3 separate regions of the Mus musculus genome follow, and regions 1 and 2 are each linked to region 3. The links are chromatin contacts, called in public Hi-C maps. All regions are on one chromosome and are shown on one strand. Each heading gives the region's core, a stretch centred on a gene start, on an enhancer-like site or on the middle of the called end of the contact. The rest is flanking DNA. Distances are from core to core; before and after follow the strand shown. Region 1 has its middle 69 kb from the start of Gm30904. Region 2 overlaps Gm30904 (a long non-coding RNA gene). Region 3 has its middle 290 kb from the start of Gm30904.

Evidence for each region. A called contact is a pair of places that touch in the nucleus more often than the background predicts.
Region 1: a Hi-C map of cortical neurons shows a contact between it and region 3, with 2.4 times the contacts expected there. The contact joins two enhancer-like sites. A contact is called at or near these places in 4 of 484 Hi-C or Micro-C datasets (cerebral cortex and cortical neurons).
Region 2: a contact with region 3 is called in a Hi-C map of cortical neurons, with 3 times the contacts expected there. The contact joins two enhancer-like sites. A contact is called at or near these places in 4 of 484 Hi-C or Micro-C datasets (cerebral cortex, cortical neurons and forebrain).

What each region holds. Positions count from the first base shown.
Region 1 is chr2:8,274,265-8,277,765 of GRCm38.p6, forward strand. No RefSeq gene overlaps it. Among named protein-coding and RNA genes, the nearest start is that of Gm30904, 69 kb to the right of the region's middle. Within about 2 kb of position 2,202, at least 10 of the 459 cell types and tissues checked have an H3K27ac peak or open chromatin away from gene starts, as enhancers often do. A contact at or near this core is called in cortical neurons, where this site is marked.
Region 2 is chr2:8,337,165-8,340,628 of GRCm38.p6, forward strand. Gm30904 (a long non-coding RNA gene) reads right to left here. Exons shown (of 3, transcript XR_373985.2): 2 at 3,408-3,464; 3 at 338-895. Among named protein-coding and RNA genes, the nearest start is that of Gm30904, 6.4 kb to the right of the region's middle. Within about 2 kb of position 1,342, at least 6 of the 459 cell types and tissues checked have an H3K27ac peak or open chromatin away from gene starts, as enhancers often do. A contact at or near this core is called in cortical neurons, where this site is marked.
Region 3 is chr2:8,636,620-8,640,111 of GRCm38.p6, forward strand. No RefSeq gene overlaps it. Among named protein-coding and RNA genes, the nearest start is that of Gm30904, 290 kb to the left of the region's middle. Within about 2 kb of position 1,697, at least 5 of the 459 cell types and tissues checked have an H3K27ac peak or open chromatin away from gene starts, as enhancers often do. A contact at or near this core is called in cortical neurons, where this site is marked.

The DNA.
Region 1 (3,501 bases), core at 952-3,451, 360 kb before region 3:
ATATCCAACATATATAAAGAACTCAAGAAGGTGGACTTCAGAAAATCAAATAACCCCATTAAAAAATGGGGCTCAGAACTGAACAAAGAATTCTCACCTGAGGAATACCGAATGGCAGAGAAGCACCTGAAAAAATGTTCAACATCCTTAATCATCAGGGAAATGCAAATCAAAACAACCCTGAGATTCCACCTCACACCAGTCAGAATGGCTAAGATCAAAAATTCAGGTGACAGCAGATGATGGCGTGGATGTGGAGAAAGAGGAACACTCCTCCATTGTTGGTGGGATTGCAGGCTTGTACAACCACTCTGGAAATCAGTCTGGCAATTCCTCAGAAAATTGGACATAGTACTACTGGAGGATCCAGCTATACCTCTCCTGGGCATATATCCAGAAGATGCCCCAACTGGTAAGAAGGACACATGCTCCACTATGTTCATAGCAGCCTTATTTATAATAGCCAGAAGCTGGAAAGAACCCAGATGCCCCTCAACAGAGGAATGGATACAGAAAATGTGGTACATCTACACAATGGAGTACTACTCAGCTATTAAAAAGAATGAATTTATGAAATTCCTAGCCAAATGGATGGACCTGGAGGGCATCATCCTGAGTGAGGTAACACATTCACAAAGGAACTCACACAATATGTACTCACTGATAAGTGGATATTAGCCCCAAACCTAGGATACCCAAGATATAAGATACAATTTCCTAAACACATGAAACTCAAGAAAAATGAAGACTGAAGTGTGGACACTATGCCCCTCCTTAGAATTGGGAACAAAACACCCATGGAAGGAGTTACAAAGACAAAGTTTGGAGCTGAGATGAAAGGATGGACCATGTAGAGACTGCCATATCCAGGGATCCATCCCATAATCAGCATCCAAATGCTGATACCATTGCATATACTAGCAAGATATTATCGAAAGGACCCAGATGTAGCTGTCTCTTGTGAGACTATGCCGGGGCCTAGCAAACACAGAAGTGGATGCTCACAGTCAGCTAATGGATGGATCACAGGGTTTCCAATGGAGGAGCTAGAGAAAGTAGCCAAGGATCTAAAGGGATCTGCAACCCTATAGGTGGAACAACATTATGAACTAACCAGTACCCCGGAGCTCTTGACTCTAGCTGCATATGTATCAAAAGATGGCCTAGTCGGCCATCACTGGAAAGAGAGGCCCATTGGACACGCAAACTTTATATGCCCCAGTACAGGGGAATGCCAGGGCCAAAAAGGGGGAGTGGGTGGGTAGGGGAGTGGGGGTGGGTGGGTATGGGGGACTTTTGGTATAGCATTGGAAATGTAAATGAGCTAAATACCTAATTAAAAATGGAAAAAAAATCTAGCACTTTCTCTGAAGCAATGCAGCTAGTAATACTAGTAATAGTCAAATTAAGATAAAGGCTCAGGCTGAATAGACTATCTAAAATATGTTAGCTCTCTAGTTTTCATGGAGTTCAGGAAGTAAAACACATTCAAATGTTTCATCCTTCTCAGGATGAGGATTTTTAAAAAAGGGATTATATACTCACACATCCTTCAGTGAATACATTGTGGTTAGCTTAATAATGTTGAAAATTTTACTGACATGGCAGGAAATTCATTGACTGTCTACTAGACTATTGCTGGCCACTCCAGTGCACTTTACCCCACAGTACTGAGGGGACACTAGCAGAATCACTTTGCTGATGGTAAAATCAAAGTTAGAACAGTTATGTAATTTTTAAGACCACATTGTACCTAGTTTTGGAGCTGGAATTTGAAGCCAAGTCTGACTATATAATTTAAATCTGCAAAAAAAAAAAAAAAAAAAAAAAGCACAGATGTCATGTACATCTCTGAATGTTATAGAGATCTTTTTATGTTTCTTGCCTAGGATCCAGCCATCCCACACTCTGATTATTATGATCTCAGGATGATGGTCTTTATTTTAAATAAACAGCTCCTTTTAGATTTAGGACAGTTAGCATCAAAGAGGCAGATGGTTCTTCTGCCATTAGTGTCCATCTAAAGAGGAAAAGAACATAATATACCCTGTATTAGCCACACCATGACTCACCATCGCAGACATCCATTTGCAACTTTCTTCCTCCCCTCCACATATATTAATACATTCTGGTTACCTGCTTATGTGCAGCATCAGTAAAGAAAATGACATATTTTTAAAAGAGTTGGGGAATTATGAAGAGATGCATCACCTCTTAGTCTTGCCTGACTCATTACACAAAACTTCTTTTCAATGACTCACTCACAAGGACAGTAAAAAAGACTTTGTTCCTCACATAACACTTTCTTGAATAAGTACCAGCTCCACTGTCTGTTGGTTGAAGACAAAGAGAGGTATTAGCATGCTTCAAGTGGTCACACCAGTCTTGGCCCAGTTACAACAACCTCATGGTCATTTCTAAAGCCTGAAGATCTAAGCTCACAGCTGACATTTAAGACAACTTCTGTATCCATTGTTCAGTAATAGAAGATTGTCAGAGAAGATACTTAGTGCAGGCTCCTTCCTGGCCCAACATTTCCCATATTCTGCACACACCATATTCACCTGACATGTGACAGTATGGGACTGATTACAATAGGACATGGTTAGTGATTGTGACCCAGATGTCTGACCCCAGTTTTGTTGCCATACACCAAAAGAAAAGTCCTTTTGATATGAATCTGAAATCTCTAAAAGAAAAGGCAACCTCTAAAGTGTGAGGAAGGCAGTGCAGTAAAGTAGTTCACATTGTGCAAGCATAAGGACCTGAGTTACATCTCAAGGTCCACAGAAAAGTGGGCCATGGCAGTGAGATGGTAAAAACCCAGTGCTAGGACCCAGTCTAGCCAGAATCAGTGAGAGACCCTGTCTTAAAAAATAAGATGGAGTGCTATTGAGGAAGATATCTTGTGTCAAACTCTTATTTCCACACTCACATAAATATATCTATATGCACCCACCGCACTTCCATACATGTGGCTACACATGTGAACACTTATATGGTGCAAAGACACACACACACACACACACACACACACACACACACACACACACACACACAAACACACACACACACAGAGGGAGAGAGAGAGAGAGAGAGAGAGAGAGAGAGAGAGAGAGAGAGAGAGAGAGAGAGGACAAAGTCCAAGTTAGTGTTGGTACTATGACCTTCCTGCTCTCTTCCCAAGTCTGAGAATCTCAGGATCTGATTGTGAAGAAAGATGCCTCAGTAAGAGACCTGCTGTACAGAAATGCCTGCTAATGGGAGGAAAGTCGCTTGGTCTTGCGAAGATTATATGTCCCAGTACAGGGGAATGCCAGGACCTTGAAGCAGGAGTAGGTGGGTTGGGAAGCAGGGTAGGAAGAGGGTATAGGGGACTTTCAGAGAGGAAACTAGGAAAGGGGATAGCGTTTGAAATGTAAATGAAGAAAATATCTAATTTAAAAGAAAGAAAGAAAGAAAAGAAATGCCTGGTAAATCTTACAATTCCCCTTGTGGAAG
Region 2 (3,464 bases), core at 92-2,591, 300 kb before region 3:
TTCATTTTGTTGAACATTTGCAGTTCTTGAGATGTTTTGTCGAGGACTGAAATAGCAAAATGACTGACATACCAAATTAAAGTCCTACTTTCTGCAGTAGCAGGAGTGAAATGGACCCTGAGTTGGGGAGGAGTTGCTGAAGTGTTAAGGCAATGTATCTGTGGAACTTTGGGGAAAGACTTTCTCCAGGAAACCAGCTCAGTTTGGATTTTTCCTGAAACAAAACTAGAGTGAGAACATGCAAGGCAAAAATAATACATTCTAGAAAGAAAAAAAAAAACCTGACAGCAACTCAGTTTCCAACTTCTTTTTAACTGGAGACTATAACACACAGAAGTAACTTTAATTTCATCAGAAATTTTATTATCATAAATTAACTAATTTAAGTAACACAGCTTAAAAATGTAGCAAAGAAACCTTGCTCTTCCTGTACATGACAATTATCTCTAGGACTTCTGGGAAGGCAGGGAAGAGAAGTGGTACAAAAAGCCTTGAAACTGTGGATTGTTTTATTGCTCAGGGGGGAGCCATTATATGAAGAAAAAGATCGAATCTTTAATGAAAGGAACACAGAGGTTGCAGAATGGTTTTCTTTTTTCTGCATAGCATATATTTTCTCTGTTGGGAGAAACCCAAATGATGTTGTGTAGACACAGGTATTTTCAGAGGAATTAGACAACTTCTAACAGATTGGCAGTGATGTTTCCAAAGTCGTCCGGTACACTGACAAAGAACCATTCAAGATGCCAACCTCAATGAGTTCCAGAGGTCTTCCTGTTAGTAGGCTCAAAGAGGCAAATTATAGATAGCAACCAATAACACCTTGACATTTCTACACCATGAATCAAGGGCTTTGTCTCCTGTGGACTGTGGTGAGCTTCCATTTTCCGATGTCCTGCATGATAGAATCAGCGTTTAGATTATGACTGATGTGGGTCACATAAGCTGGTTATAACATGAAAGTATAGTCTCTGTCAAATCAAAATAAAGAATGACTTTTTAGTAGATTATTGGCTCTGAGAAAAATCAATGTGTCAGGCCTTGAGTTAAGCATTTAAAACATTTGCAGGCACCCAGAGTCATAGACTTCAGACAATCTCTTCTTTATTAAAGACAGAGGGGGAAATTAAATTGGGGTCAGCTAACCATTGGATGCCTTTATATTTTCAGTCCCTGAAATGTTTGAAAGTGCGTTCAAGCGTTTGTTCTGAGAAACCGTGAAAGCTTTGACAATGTGGAAATGCTTAGATTAACATCAGAAGCCACCAAGCAGCCTTCTTGTTCTTATTATAGCTGGTGGCGCTGTCTTAATGAGGAATGATGACAGATTGAGCAAAGGGAAGCACAGGCGAAGTATGAGAGACAATTACAAGGCAGGGAGCTATGCCAGGGATGCCCATTGGGTCCTCTTCGCTTGAGCCATTTAACTCTAAGCTGGACAGTACACACCAGAAAGCAGGGTACAGAGACTTACCAGGTACTATTAGACCGACTCCTATTCCAAGGCATAGCATTTACTTATGGGAATTTAATGCATAGAAGAGTTCTATGGATTGGGTTTTTTTCTTTCCATTTATTGCTTGTGTGCATGTGTACATCTTTGTTGCCAGTGGTCAGAGGGCAACAAAAGGTGTTTGCCTAAGACCCTCTCAATCTTATTAGTAAGGTGTATGCCTCACTGCATTTGGAGACTGTTGATTGGCCTGGGCAGCTCAAGTCTTTGGGTTCTGCTCTGGTTCGTAGTAGTGGGACTACAGGCATATACCACCCAGCGTGATTTCTTTTAGGTGATTGCTAAAAACTGAGATCAGGTACTCACATGTGCATTATAAATCCTTTCCCACTGAGACACCTCTTCAGCCCTCATTCTAACATTTTTATCACCAACATTTTAAAAATAGCCTACATTTGTCAAGTATGAATTATATAAGAGTATGTACTTCCTTCCTTAGGTTGTGATAATACTGGAGCTAGTAGACTGTTGTAAGACAAAGATAAGGCTTTAGTGATTTCCTAAGAATTAAGTGGGTAAATGGATTGTTTTGAAAAATTTTCTCCTAGTATTCTCTATAAGGATGCTATGTTGTTGACTTTAAGGTACTCTGCATTGACTAGTAACCAAAAGATAAATATAACGATGTATCTACAAATGGTAGCGGGGGTTGGATCAGTATCACTTTCATAAAAGTTTAATGATTTGTTCTCTGTTATAGAGTTTTTAAATCGCCAGAAGCCAATTTATCCAAACATTTATCAGGTATCCCAAGTGGTCAGTGAATTGTGTTTCATTTATTTCCAAATCACATTTTACTGCCCATTTGTAAAGACAGTTCTGACTGGAGATGAGTGAAAAAGGCCAATGTTTTTCTTGTAAAACAAGACAATGAGAATGAGAAAGGTCTAGAAAAAAATACCCCCCTTTGATAAAAACGTCATGGATATTTCTATTTGCTTTTACCAATTCCAAAGTAATAAACCATCATTTCATACCTATGTAGATGTTATGGTCCCAGAAATAAGAAAAAATATGTGGAGAGCTCAGGTTTCCTGATGGGAACTTGCAAACAAACTATGTTTTCAGCTCTATCTAATGTTAGGAAAAATATTGTCTAAGTAGAAAACAATGGTCATTTCGATGTTTAAATTGAATCCAATTTTAATGATGGAAACATAGTTAAAACAGGGAAAAAAAAAGGCCCTTTGGAAGTTCCTCCTGGATAGTGCCTGGGTAGAAGAATATAGAGTATTGCATGGCGATATAGAAAAGCTATGCACATATGGAAATTATCTTGCTGCTTTCAATTAGAAAAACAAACAAACAAACAAACAAACAAAAAACAGGGAATAATGGTTTCCAGTCTTTGGCAAGCAGGAGTAAATCCAGCAGGTTCTAGCTTCATGAGGCTTTCCTGCTGGAGTCAGTAACTGGAGTGCAATGACAAACTCCAGTGCTGTCTGCCACATCTAGGAAAGCCCGACTTTCATGTTTCTATACAATGTTTGATGTATCTACCCTATCAAACACCTGCCAGTGGATTAACCTATTGATTATAGAGATAGAGTGTGTGATGGTTACATAGTGAGAATGTCCTACTTCTGAAGTAGACATTTGGAACTGCTGAAATGATACATTTTATTTTATGCGTGTACGCTTTGTGTATATAATCTTTTCATTTGAAGGTTCTTCACTGAAGTATGGTTTCAAATAAAAGTTTCTTTCCTGTTACTGATAAATAAACACTGGAATGTCAAATAAAAACTACTAGCTATTAAATAAAAAAGTTGACCTATAATATTGTATATTACTAATGCCAGCTATAATTTTCCTTTGCATAACTGCCAATAGCTCTTCCTACCAGCATGCACAGAGAAAGAGTGACATTTTGTTTTATTTATACTTGTCTTACCAATTTTGATTAGATGCATGAGGTAAAATGGCAGGCAAGCAAGAGCAAACAATGCCT
Region 3 (3,492 bases), core at 447-2,946:
TCCATTACCATGGAACTCATAGACACTAACAGTCTGATGAGGAATAATGATAAACTCTGCATAGAAAATGACAATTGCAAAACTGGGGTTCAGAGTAACAAATGATTGTTTTAAAAATGAGAATATAAATTAGATGTACTGGCTCGGAATTAAATGTTCCTTTGAATAGATGGACAAGAACAGTGTGGTTGGATGTGTATCCTTGCTTGTTTTTGCTACCTGCTACAAATCACTTTCCATCCCTGCAGCATCTGCTACATTTTGTTACCTAGCTGTTTATCACCATAGCACTAATACCAACATAAATGGTTGCTGTCCCCATGTCCCGTGTCCTAAGGTATGGACAGGCTGTCTACACTAGTAATCAGTAGGCCCACTTTAATTTTTGAAGGAAAAACTGATAACTCAATACAATAAAGTAAGTTTGTTAAGGATGGCAGCTCTTTTAAATACTTTTCTCATTACCAGGACAAAGTAAATGATCAAAGCAACTCAAGGAAAAAAATGTTTATTTAGGCTCTGAGTTTGAGGGTATAATCCATCATGGCTGGACAGTCAAGGTAGCTGGAGCTTGAGGTGACTCGTTAGATCCATGGTGAAGAAGCAGGGAAAAATGTGGATATTCAACTCAGTTTCTGATTATGCACCTGAAAATCCAGATGCACTCGCATGTATATGCTTGACTCAGTGGATACAAAGGCTAGAGGATGTTGTCCTTGGTAAACTATGATGTCGTCTATGGTATCCTCTGAGCCACAACTCAGCAGTTCACTCAGGATGGCTGGCCACTGAGCTCAGTGTATCATCTTGTCTCTGCTCCCTCAGCCCTGGAGTTACAGACACATTCTTTCATGTCCTACTCTAATGTGGATGCTGGCCATCTGAACCCAAACCCCATGCTGTCTGGTCAGCTGAACATTGCCCTCACTCATGTTACAGATTTTCAAATAATTAATTCAGTGCTCTCTCTGCAGCAATCCTAGAACATCATAAAGTCTTTATCCTAACCAAAATGCCATCATTCGTTGAATTCAATAGATTTGATGAGAGTTAAATGACACAGTAAGAAATAATAGTGCCGTTTTCTATAATATACAAGATGTAATTTTCTATCTGACATTTATAAAAAAAAAGACAATGAGAATTACTTTTACAGTCATAAAAGACAGCATAGTGTTGAATGACTTGAGAAATATTAAAACTAAATCTTTTACACACCTAATTTTTTTTCTATCTGGAACATATATTTCTCATGAATATTTGAACAAGTATGATAAATAGACATTAGAGAAAGTAAAACTTCTATTCTTTTTTTTTTTTAAACAGGAACAGGCTTAGTCTAGCACATACACATACTGGTAAATGCAAAGTCACTAAAGAAGAATCCTGGAAAAAGTCACGTCTTATCTGATCTGAGAATGGTTCCCATAAACTTGAGTTTCCCATGTTAAGAATGCAAGCAGCTCCAAAGGCAAGGCTGCTTCCTTTTGGTATTTCATAGTTTATACCAAATAAGCTTTAAACGTGCGAATGTTTCTCTTGTAACACGGTGTGCTACTGCAGAACTTACGGGGAAGAGGAGGGGACTTAGATCAAACAGATTCCATGCACTTCTGCGCGTATTCAGCTCAACAACTCAATGACTGCTGTATACACAAAGTTAAAACGGCAGAAATAAAGGCAGCTGTGCAGCAAACAAGTGAAAAAGCTTTCTGCTGCCCTCTGCTGATATTGCAGGATCTTCATGCATTCTGCAGGTGTTTATCTTGCAATGTTGGAAGAAAGATTTCCTTTGTGCCTTTGACTACATAAGATGAAAAATATCAATAATAATCATATTTCAATATATTAAATATAAAAGATGAGGACTAGTGGTTGTTTTTAAATTTCAGAATTGCTAAGGATAGTAACTCCTTGTCTTAGTTATATTTTCTGTCACTGTAGTAAAATACCCTGAGAAAAATAACTTAAAGAAGAAAGACATGAATTGGGCTAGCACTCTGAGGACACTGTCATCAGGCAGTGTGGAATACATGTCCCAGGGCTGGGAGTTTGAGTCAGTTGGTCAGATTGCATCTGCAGAGAGGAAGGAGAGAGTAATGGTTCTTCCTGCTCAGCTAGCTTCCTCCTCTCTATGTTAAGTACTCAAATGGTACCGCACTGCTTCCCTCCTACACAGGATCTCCTGGGTTCCTGGAGGTTGGCTTCTGCGTGATTCCAGAGCCTCTCAAGATGACCATCAACCCTAACTATCACATATCTTTTTCCACATTGTATTTTAGGAAAACAGAGATAGAGGCATTACTTCTTTAGAGTTCTCATACTTGCTCCTGTCTTTCTTGGGTTAGAAAGTAGGTTAATTTTCATTTATCTCTGATTAGTCAGTGCCCCCCTTTTGCCAATATTATTTGACTGTTCTCCATCCCACAGCTACATTCTTATGAAAGATAAAATGAGACACACATTCTTTTTTTTTCTCACTTAATCTTTTTTTTAATTAGGTATTTTCCTCATTTACATTTCCAATGCTATCCCAAAAGTCCCCCATACCCACCCCCCCTACTCCCCTACCCACCCACTCCCCCTTTTTGGCCCTGGCGTTCCCCTGTACTGGGGCATATAAAGTTTGCAAGTTCAATGGGCCTCTCTTCTTAAGGAAGAGAAAAATTATGTGAGTAAGAAAAGAACTTTAGTTTGCTAGGAGTTCTTAGAATGGTGAAATGAAAACACACTCTATTGGGCTGGAGAGAAAGTATAGTGGCTAAATACGTTTTTCTCTTCCATAAGACCTAACTTTAGTTCCCAAGACTTAAGTAAGGCATCTTACAGCCACCTGTAACTCCAGCTTCAAGGGATCTAATGCCCTCTGCTGGTCTCCATGGGTACTCACACACATGCCTCTGTGCCTCTAGATCTGTCTTGGTCTCTCTCCTCTCTCGCTCGCTCTCTCTCTCTCTCTCTCTCTCTCTCTCTCTTTCCCCTCTCTCTATTTCTCTCCCTCTCCCCTTCTCTCTCTCTCTCTCTCTCTCTCTCTCATAAACAAAATGAAAATAAATCTTTTTAAAAATCAAATTTTATCAATGAGAGACAATCAATGTTTAGAATCATTTACTGAATTCCATTTAGCTCAGGAAAGCTTGAAATGAAAGTTGTGGATAGCATGCAATAAAAATATTCATGTAACATTTGGGAAAAGTCATGGTCTCTCTCTCCACACCCCACCCTCTCTCCAATCTCCCATCATTCTCACACCTCCCTACTTTCTGTTTCTTCATTCCATTTTCTAATGATGTGTAGTAAGAATATAGCCATATATTTAGAGTATTAAGAGTTAAGAACCATTAAAGTTAAAAAAAAAGAAACTATTATTTCAGCTATCAGTTTATTGTTCAGCACATATAAAATCTAAGCATGAATAACCCAAAAAATAAAACCTGAGAATTAAGTAATGCTTTCAAGATCTATGTTGTTGTTAGAGCCAAGTAATTAACT